Regions from separate parts of the Mus musculus genome. Here regions 1 and 3 are each linked to region 2. A link is a contact called in public HiCAR-type and HiChIP or PLAC-seq data. All regions are on one chromosome and are shown on one strand. Each heading gives the region's core, a stretch centred on a gene start, on an enhancer-like site or on the middle of the called end of the contact. The rest is flanking DNA. Distances are from core to core; before and after follow the strand shown.

What was found. HiCAR-type assays count read pairs that join an accessible place to other places. HiChIP or PLAC-seq counts read pairs in DNA pulled down with a chosen protein or histone mark.
Region 1: a contact with region 2 is called in a HiCAR-type map of Th17 cells, with 5 times the contacts expected there. The contact joins two enhancer-like sites. A contact is called at or near these places in 5 of 39 promoter capture datasets (the HPC-7 cell line, cranial neural crest, maxillary cranial neural crest and 2 more), 2 of 484 Hi-C or Micro-C datasets (Th1 cells and bone marrow-derived macrophages) and 1 of 115 datasets of contacts at active chromatin or transcription factors (Th17 cells).
Region 3: a contact with region 2 is called in a BATF HiChIP or PLAC-seq map of CD8 T cells, with 7 read pairs. The contact joins two enhancer-like sites. A contact is called at or near these places in 19 of 484 Hi-C or Micro-C datasets (LSK cells, the N1E-115 cell line, Th1 cells and 13 more), 6 of 115 datasets of contacts at active chromatin or transcription factors (CD8 T cells, the NIH/3T3 cell line, Th17 cells and 3 more) and 4 of 9 other capture datasets (adipose tissue, embryonic stem cells, liver and 1 more).

What each region holds. Positions count from the first base shown.
Region 1 is chr11:4,335,113-4,338,241 of GRCm38.p6, reverse strand. No RefSeq gene overlaps it. Among named protein-coding and RNA genes, the nearest start is that of Gm24803, 12 kb to the right of the region's middle. Within about 2 kb of position 1,836, at least 43 of the 459 cell types and tissues checked have an H3K27ac peak or open chromatin away from gene starts, as enhancers often do. A contact at or near this core is called in Th1 cells, Th17 cells and bone marrow-derived macrophages, where this site is marked.
Region 2 is chr11:4,825,046-4,828,048 of GRCm38.p6, reverse strand. The region is part of intron 1 of Nf2 (neurofibromin 2); the gene reads left to right. Among named protein-coding and RNA genes, the nearest start is that of Nf2, 23 kb to the left of the region's middle. Within about 2 kb of position 1,683, at least 64 of the 459 cell types and tissues checked have an H3K27ac peak or open chromatin away from gene starts, as enhancers often do. A contact at or near this core is called in CD8 T cells, Th1 cells, Th17 cells and 2 more, where this site is marked.
Region 3 is chr11:4,500,780-4,503,561 of GRCm38.p6, reverse strand. The region is part of intron 8 of Mtmr3 (myotubularin related protein 3); the gene reads left to right. Among named protein-coding and RNA genes, the nearest start is that of Hormad2, 61 kb to the right of the region's middle. Within about 2 kb of position 1,456, at least 8 of the 459 cell types and tissues checked have an H3K27ac peak or open chromatin away from gene starts, as enhancers often do. A contact at or near this core is called in CD8 T cells, Th17 cells and regulatory T cells, where this site is marked.

The DNA.
Region 1 (3,129 bases), core at 587-3,086, 490 kb after region 2:
ATAGAGTTTTGTTGAAAGTATAGATTTTAGTCTTGAGGGGGGTCCATGTCTCTCTGTCTGTGTGTATATCTGTGTCTGTGTGTGTGTCTATGTCTGTCTTTGTCTGTGTAGTGGGGTATATAAACATGCAGAGGCCAGAAGATGGCAGGTGTCTCCTCCGCAATCTGCACTTGATTTCCTTGAGAAAGTCTCTCACCAAACCTAAACGGCAATGTCGACTGCAGCCGTACAGCCTTTTCCTTGGTTCTAGAGATTCCAACTCTGGTTCTTGTGCTTGCGTGCGGGCACTCTGGCCTACGGAACCATCTTCTTCAGCCTCTAGACTATAGTCTCATTCTGGTTCTTCTTTTACCTGGATATCCAAATCCAAATGAGCTGCCTATTCCTGTTTCTTAGCTGCAAAATGTGAGGCAAGCCTTATTTCCACCCATAATTTACCAACCAGGTGGTGGAAGCATGAGTCCTGCCTGAGAGTCTGTCTGTCTGCTCTGGGTCTGGTCCAGTGGCCCAGGTCCTTCTGCCTGGGCTCTAGGATGGCTGAGAGGAGGGCTAGAGAGCTTCTGGGCAGAGCTTGGACATCCACCAGTGAGCAATTCTAGACAGCCTGATCCACAAGAATCTCAACCAGCTCTCTGCTTCTCCTCCAGAGACCACTGCTGAGCAAAAGTGAGGTTGCTTTGAACCTAGTCTGTTTCACTGAAACAAGCCCACACTCTGAATCATGTCAGCTTCAGGACAAGACTCAAGGTGCAACTGTTTTTATTGGTAAAATTCATTCGTAAGTGTATCATATAGAACAGCCATCATACTTTAGCTTACCACCTTAAGAGGTTGTGATAAACTGAGCCTTTATGGCTCACATCTGGAGCTTGAGATAGGGGAATCATGAGTTCAAGGCCAGCCTGGTATATACAGTAAAGCTTTGTCTCAGATATGAAATAAAATATATTTTAAAAATAGGATTGGGGTGATGGGGCAGCCTATGGTGGTGGCACAGTATGAAAGGTACTGAAGTAACAAAAGAGTAACAGCTGCCGGTACACCAGTGGACAGGATGCAGTACACCAGTGGACAGGCTGCGGTACACCAGTGGACAGGCTGCGGTACACCAGTGGACAGGCTGCGTAAATGCTAACACAGGTCTAAATGCTAAGTCAGCAGTTCTCAAACTACCCTTTTACTGGGTGTCAGATATCAGCTACCCTGCATATCAGATATTTACATTGTGATTCATAGCAGTAGCAAAATTACAGTTATGAAGCAGCAATGAAAATAATTTTATGGTTACGGGTCACCACAACATGAGGAACTGTCACAGCCTTAGGAAGGTTGAGAACCACTACTCTAAATTGTTAGTCTGGCAGTTCTGACGGAAACTGTCCAGCCAACTCTGTAGTGAAAAGATAAAAACAGCTAAAAGCTGCTGGGTATCAGTATTATTGTAATATTCCCTTTATCAAAAACCTGTAACTGAAGTTTGCAGGTAAGACTTTACAGTAAGTGGCAAGTACTCGGAAACTTGTCCGTTAAGGTTTCCCCTTACAGAACTGCTGTGAGCTTCTTAACCCTCGACGTTGAGAAAAAACAAAACCTTTCATAAGTAGTTCCTAAGGAAACCGTAGAAAGGTCACAGTACACCAGAGGCTTCACTTTGTTATTTCCAACAGGACAGAAGCCTCCGAGGGAAAAAAATTTTTCTTTGAGAGGAGGGACGTATATAAGTAAGCATCGGTGGCAATTTTCTCACTTTATTTCAAAGAGCAAGAGTTAACTAACTCATTTTATAGTGACTTCATTTCCTGCTGCTCCTTCAGAATGGAGAATGCAACAAATATTTGCATAGGCTTATTATTCACCCTGAATCATGAATAATTCACTTTGTACAGACAGCTGGGTAAACAGGAGATCTGGACTTTCCTTTCTAGATTCTTTTTTCATGGGCTGGAAATAGACTTCATTGGTGTTGATTTTATTTGATTTCTAGTGATACCCTGGTCTTCTTCCCAGATGGAGGAACCCCATCTTTTATGGAGATTTTTTTCAATGTAGTTCATTCTGTCAGTCCTTAAGTTAGAACTTACCAAATCTATTTTTATTGCAAAATAAAAACGTATCTCAGCCATTCAGTTCTGTAGACAAAACAACAGAAACCATGTGTTTCCTCATTTTTCATGACTTAGAATTTTTTTAAAGCTGGGTTTAGTTTTGCATGAGTGTTCTCTTATGATAGGAAGGGTCTCTTCAGCCTCTGTCTGCACTGTCACCGTCCCTGGCTGTCAGTCATTAGCAATTTCACAAGTACTTGACTATCTCTCTCCCACAAGCTGGTTCTCTTTCCCTCTGCCCCTCCTAGGCCTACGTGAGGAAGGGAAGAAAGTATTGCTGTACACAGATTTACTCAGGGCATCGCAGCTTCTGAGCAAGGGGCAGACTTCACCAAAGGTCAGGGATGTTTCCACCGCTGCAAACGTCACTCATCCGATGCTGATAGTAAACCTGTGGTTTAGGAGGGAATTAGACTTTCCGTAATTCACCTAGGACCAATTGATGGAGGTTATAGTATATCCTTGGGAAACCTCTGCTCTTTGTCACAGCCTGGCAAACAACTGAGAGTTTAGCCACCCACCAAAAGGTCACGCATCCACCCTCACTCTATTTGTTGAAGACAAACATAGATCTAAGTTAGTAACACACACCACAGATACGAGTGTCCTAGAAAATGTATAGTGAGCATGCTGGAGACATTCATCACAATTTGACTAAGCTAAAAGAAGATACTTAATGCAGTGTTTAGCCTGTGATGAATGCTACACATATTAACTCCTTAGTTACCAGAACAGCCCTTTGAGATAGGTACAGTCTTTATCCCCACTTTACAGATAGGGAACCAAGAGACTGAGAAGCTGAGCAATTAAAAATCACAGGAAGTGGTACAGTGAGGATTTGAACACAGCAGTCTGGCTCCAATTCTGTGCATTTCATCATTCTCTCTCTCTCTCTCTCTCTCTCTCTCTGTGTGTGTGTGTGTGTGTGTGTGTGCAGGTGCAGTCACCTATGCGTGTTTATAATGGATGCCAAGGTTGATGCTGGGTCTCTTCCTCTGCTGCTCTTCTGTCCTGTCCTGTCCTG
Region 2 (3,003 bases), core at 434-2,933:
TCCTCAGTGAAGCTCCCCTCCCTAAAGTTTCCTGGGCACAGCCTGTTCTGTTAGCACTTAGCAGATTTGTTTTTCCTTATTCATTTACCTGTCTTCCGTGTCAGACAGGAACAGGGACTGTGTCTTGTCTTGAATTCATCATTTATCTCCTGTGCTGAGCACAAAGACTAGGATGTAGTGGGTGCTCAATAAATGTTTGTCAAATGAGTGATAGTATGGTTAGCTCAATGAGAATTGATGGTGCCCTTTTCCACCTGTCATCCATCACTGTGGTATGAAGTGGGGCCGGGAGGCCTTAAGCAGCACACACTTGAGAATCAAAGGAGGGAGGCAAAGTGAGAATTAAGAAGAGCTACCCCTTATTGAGTGTTTATTTGCTCTGGGCCCAGCACTGTCTTAGTCTTTTTTCAATGTATGAGTGCACTTAATCCTTAGATCAATCTGTTAAGACAGGTTCTGCTTATTCTCCTTGTAAAAGCATAAGGAAGTTCAATAACTTGCCCAAGGTCACACAGCAACAGCACTTGAGATAAATACTGGTGCAGATTAGTCACTTATCTATACCTTTTTGGCTGTTTCCTAGAAAGAAGCCCTGAGATCTTGAGGTATCCAACTTGTGTAATGATTTAACTTGCCTTCTGTATGTCTGTGTTCTATCCTATAGCACTCAGGCTGACATTGAACTCAGTCCTCCTGCTTCAGCTTTTGAGTGCTAGGATTGCAATTGTTGGTGTGTGCCAGTATGTGTAGCTGTAGTTCAGTTCTCATTTTTTTCATATCTGTGTGTGTGTGTGTGTGTGTGTGTGTGTGTGTGTGTCCCAAGTGCAGACACATGCCATCAGGCTGGCATAACCTTTTGTCAACCCCTTCCACCCCAAGACCCAGCTTAGCCAGTGTGTCTCCTTAGTGAAGACCACTTCCCTCAAGTCTCCTGGGCTTGAGAGGAAATCTCTTTCCTCTTGCCACCTGAGGACCTCCTCTTGGTCCTGAGGGTCAAACTCAGGTGATCAATTTGGTGGCAGGGTGCCTTTACCTTAAACCGTTTCACTGGATTACTTTGGTTCTTTTGTAAGTTCAGAAGTATTTTCCAGTAAAACTAAAATACTTCATTTCCCCTAAGAACCCTTTTTGTTCTAGACCTTTGTAGAAACTGTTCTCTCTGTAACACCCTTTCTTGCTGTCTTCTTCAAACCCAATCTTGCTCTTGGCTTCTCTTTTCCACCATGAGTCAGTCTAGATGTCATTTCTGTGAAAAGGGGGTTTTCTTTCTTAGGAGTCCCAACAGTCCCTGGGTATCCCTGTCATATCAATTGTTTCAGTGTTGAAAACCTCACTGTGATGATCATCTGTTCTTGGCTGACTTCTGCTCAAAACTGTAAATGTGAAGACTTGTCCCTTGTTACCATCGATCCTCTGTACCTTAAGCACCCCTGTCCTGGACACACTGTGTGCTCACTGTTTGTCCTAGACACACTGTGTGTTCACTGTTTGTCCTAGACACACTGTGTGTTCACTGTTTGGATAAGGGATGGATATATGGGCTAGCTATGATCTAAGTCTCTGAGCCTTGAGTTTTAATGTCACTTAGTCAGTCATATTAGATGCTGCTGTAGGATGTCTTGTGTACTCTGTGTACTCTCCATTGGTCACTGGGGATGATGACTAATGCCATTCCTAGTTAGAGATGCCTACAGTCTACAGAGATCTTCCAATGACAGTGAGTCATCTGAGCATCAGCATAGTGCAGTACCAGACAGGGAAATAATCATGCTCAGGCAAATCGATTTGTACCAAGAAGGCCAAGCATCTCTTCCACAGCAACTCGACAACTCTCTAGACCACCTCTGGCCAACAGTTCTTGTTTGTACAGAAACAGAAATTCAAAAAAGGAAGATAAAGGAGATCTTATACATTTGAGAAAGAACATGTTGAAAAGCAATGCCTTTTATAGGTGGAGATTAACCAAACAGAAAACTTGTAGGTCTTTTTGTTTTATTATTGTTGTTTTTGAGTCTCTGTGTATAGTCAAAGCTCACTTCCTCCCTCGACCTCTCAAGGGCTAGGATTCCAGGTGTAACCCAACATGTCTGGCAAAACAAACAAACAAACAAACACAAACACCAAAACAAAACTTACTAGACAAAATATTTTCTTTTGTTTTGGAATGAGGTCCCACTATACTACCCTGAACTATCTTGAACTCCTGGGCTTAAGTAATCTTCCTGTCTCATCTGAGAATGTTTTGTTTTATAAGTGAAGGTCTTTTAAATTTTTTTTTTTTCTTTTTCGAGACAGGGTTTCTCTGTGTAGCCCTGGCTGTCCTGGGACTTAATTTGTAGACCAGGTTGGCCTTGAACTCAGAAATCTACCTGCCTCTGCCTCCCAAGTGCTGGGATCAAAGGTGTGCGCCACCACTGCTCGGCTTTAATTTTTTAAAAAATTTAAATTTATTTACTTTATGTCTGTGTGGGAGCCCATATATGAAGATCAAAGGATTAGTTGTGGGATTAGCTCTCTTCTACTGTCTTAGTTAGGCTTTTACTGTTGTGAACAGATGCCATGACCAAGGCAGCTCTTATACTGACATTCAGTTGGGCCTGGCTTACGGTTCAGAGGTTCAGTCCAGTATCATCAAAGCAGGAGCATGGCAGTGTCCAGGCAGGCATGGTGCAGGAGGAGCTGGTTCTGAGCTTCATCTGGAGGCCACTAGGAGAAGACTGGCTTCCAGGCAGCTAGGAGGAGGGTAATAAAGCCCACAGTGACACACCTACTCCAACAATAGTGACACTCTCACTCCCTGGGTCAAGCATATACAAACCATCACACCTACCTTGTTGTCCCAGAGAAGGAACTGGGGTCTTTAGCTTTGTGGCACATGCAGCTGAGCCAGCTCCTAGCCCAGAGAGCTTGAAGCTTAAATGTCTTTAAGGCATCTCTACCTTGCTTGCTGTGGGTTTTGGTTTTGGTTTTGTTTTTGAGACAAGGTAGACTTGGTTGACTTGG
Region 3 (2,782 bases), core at 207-2,706, 320 kb after region 2:
AATGGTGTTTGTGATTGTCACTTTAACATGTGACATGTGGAAGGAAGGACTCTTGTTTTGAGATGAATTAGAATCACTTGTGGCTAGACAGAAAGTTTCAGAGACACAAGACATGAGAGCTATAGAGTAATATCTTGTGGGGAGACATGAACAGCCCTCTATAAATCCCAGATAGGACACTGACTACAGACCTAAGAAATGGTTCCACCTGAGGCTGTCTTGCTGACCTCGGGGAGCTTCTAAGGTCACTTCTAGGAGTGTGTGTGGGTAAAGGATGAGCTGGAGGGCTATAGAAGATTCAGAAGTAGCTGTATCACTGGAAGACTCCCCAGAGTGGTAACTCGTGACAGCCACATTATTGGCTTTAGCTAGACACTACAGACATGTCTACCAAAGTTTTCTTCCCCAGCAAGTGTTTGCTGCTGTTACAACCCTTGGAGAGCTGCATATGTCATGAGCTTCTTACAAGCCTTCCTCTGCCTGCATAGGGGTTTTTACTATGAGGGAATGGTATCTATATAAGGGCTAAGGGTGCACATTTTAAAAAGGGGTTGGTGATACACAGATGTGCTATAGTATGTAAACGAGGTCCTCTTAACACTTTAATGCCTTTAAGTGACATTTGAAATAGAGTACATACTTAAGCACTAGCTTTATAAGTTAGTGACCAATTTGCTGTTACACAGTCATGTTAAATTTTTAGGAAGTCGTATTATGTCTTGTAATGTTAACATTCTCCATTTTACTTTGTGGTTTGTAGACCTTTTAGACTGACCAAAGTGAGCCAAACAATGGCTTAGTTAAAAAGTACCACACCAGGACCTATTGCACTCCAATATTGAGGCTTTAGGAAGGTATATTTCTTGTGACAGTCTTGGGAAGGTAACCAGCTTGTTCATTTAGCCTATCGAAGGCAAGTTCTGATGCCACCCTGAATACTGAACGTGAAGGACACTGCCTGTGGCTCAGTAGGACCCATTAAGCCTTCAGTGTCCATTTTCATCAGTTTTGTTTTCAGACACCAAAGTAGGTCACCAAATTTACCTGTCACTCAGGCACTGAGAATGACATGGAATTAGAGAACAGGAAGCTAAAGGGATTGGGAGGCTGGGAAAGCAGCTGGCTGCTGGATGGACCAACAGCTGTGGTAGATCGACTGCCTGGCATTTATGAGACTTGTGACTTGGAGCAGAAGGGGGAAGTACTCTTTCTGAGTAAAAGGCTTTCAGTAAAAGCCATTTTTCTTCCTTTAGGCAGAAAGCTTAAGTATGCTAGCTAAGAAGAGCTCCTTAGAATACGTTTTTGTTTTTTAATTAGCTTTTTTTTCTTTCTTTTCTGTAATTCAATTCTGGAAGGTGTGAGTTCTAGGGTTGCTCATTCTAGATACCTAGACTATGTGGATAAGTAGAAATTGTCACCATCAATCCTTGAGAGAAAACCTGCCAAGATTGTGGTTGAAAGTTCTTGGTATAGTTCTGTAAATCAAGCAGGCTTCCTGGAGCTGCTCTCTATTGAAGGGCATGTGTCTTATGTCTCTTATCTCAGAATTGGATCCCTGTGTTGTTTAGTTTTGTTGGGGGTGTCTTGAAGAATGTTCAGGACACTCCACCACTTTTCAGTGCCAGCAGAGATGATGTCTTATTCAGTATGATCAAGGCAACTCTTACAAGAAAGCATTTAACGGGGCTACAGTTTCAGAAGTTTAGTTCCTTAGCAGCATGACAGTAAGCATGGCTGCACTCAGGGCTCTAGAACAGTCCCCGTGAGCTACTTTTTGATTTGCAGGCCAAGAGACAAGAGAGAGGGACAAGGTTTGGCATGGGTTTTTTTTTTTTTAAACTTTAAAGCCAATCCCCAATGATGCACTTCCTCCAACAAGTCACACCTGTTCCAACAAGGCCACAGCTTCTAATCCTTCTCAGATAGTGGCACTCCTTATGGCTAAGCATTTAAGTATATGTACCTGTGGGGGCCATTCTCATTCAAACCACCACAAATAGCAAAATGCCCCTAAATCCAGCATTTCCCAGATTTAGTTATGTGTGGACTGCAGCAAAGTCATTCGCAGCAGTTACTTTGCAATACTGGCCTGAACCAGTACCTGATTAGAGCTACAGAGTTGCTCTAACACAGCAAGATCTTGAGAGACTTCCATCTGTTGTGCAGCTTACAGCATCTCTGTGTGCATGGTGATCCTTATCAGATAGAGAGCTTGCCTGACCATTGGATTAGAGGCAGTTAAAACCATTGCATCTTCATGTACAATGGAAGCATTCCATGTTTAGTAAGTTTTTTTTTTTTTACTAGACCTTTTACCTTTTTGTATTTTAGCAAGTTCTGTTTGTTAAGATGGTAAAATGTCTGTTTTATCTAATTTTCTTTTTTCTTTTAAATTTTAAAGTGATTGTAACTTTTGTCATTGAGTGGGCTTTCATGCAATACAAAGCTTTTTAGGAGATCAATTACTGCTACTTGTAGTGACCCAGTTGGCCCTGAAAACCCAAGACCAGAGTGCCATCTGCTGTTCTGCCTCTGTGCTAGGAAGCCTTGCAGAGACAGAGGCCTCTCAGGAAAGGTCCCTTCACCCTTTTCTGGGAAGTTTGCAGTCATTTCAGATCTGTGGTTTTCAGCCTGATAGGGAGACGCAGCAAAAACCATGGAATTTCACATCATTTGTTTGATTTGAGTGTGAGCCCATGCGGTGTTGGTAATGATGTGTTCTGCGAGCTGTTCGCAACTCAAGGTGAGGTGGGATTGAAAACCTCTAAGCAGACTACTCTAG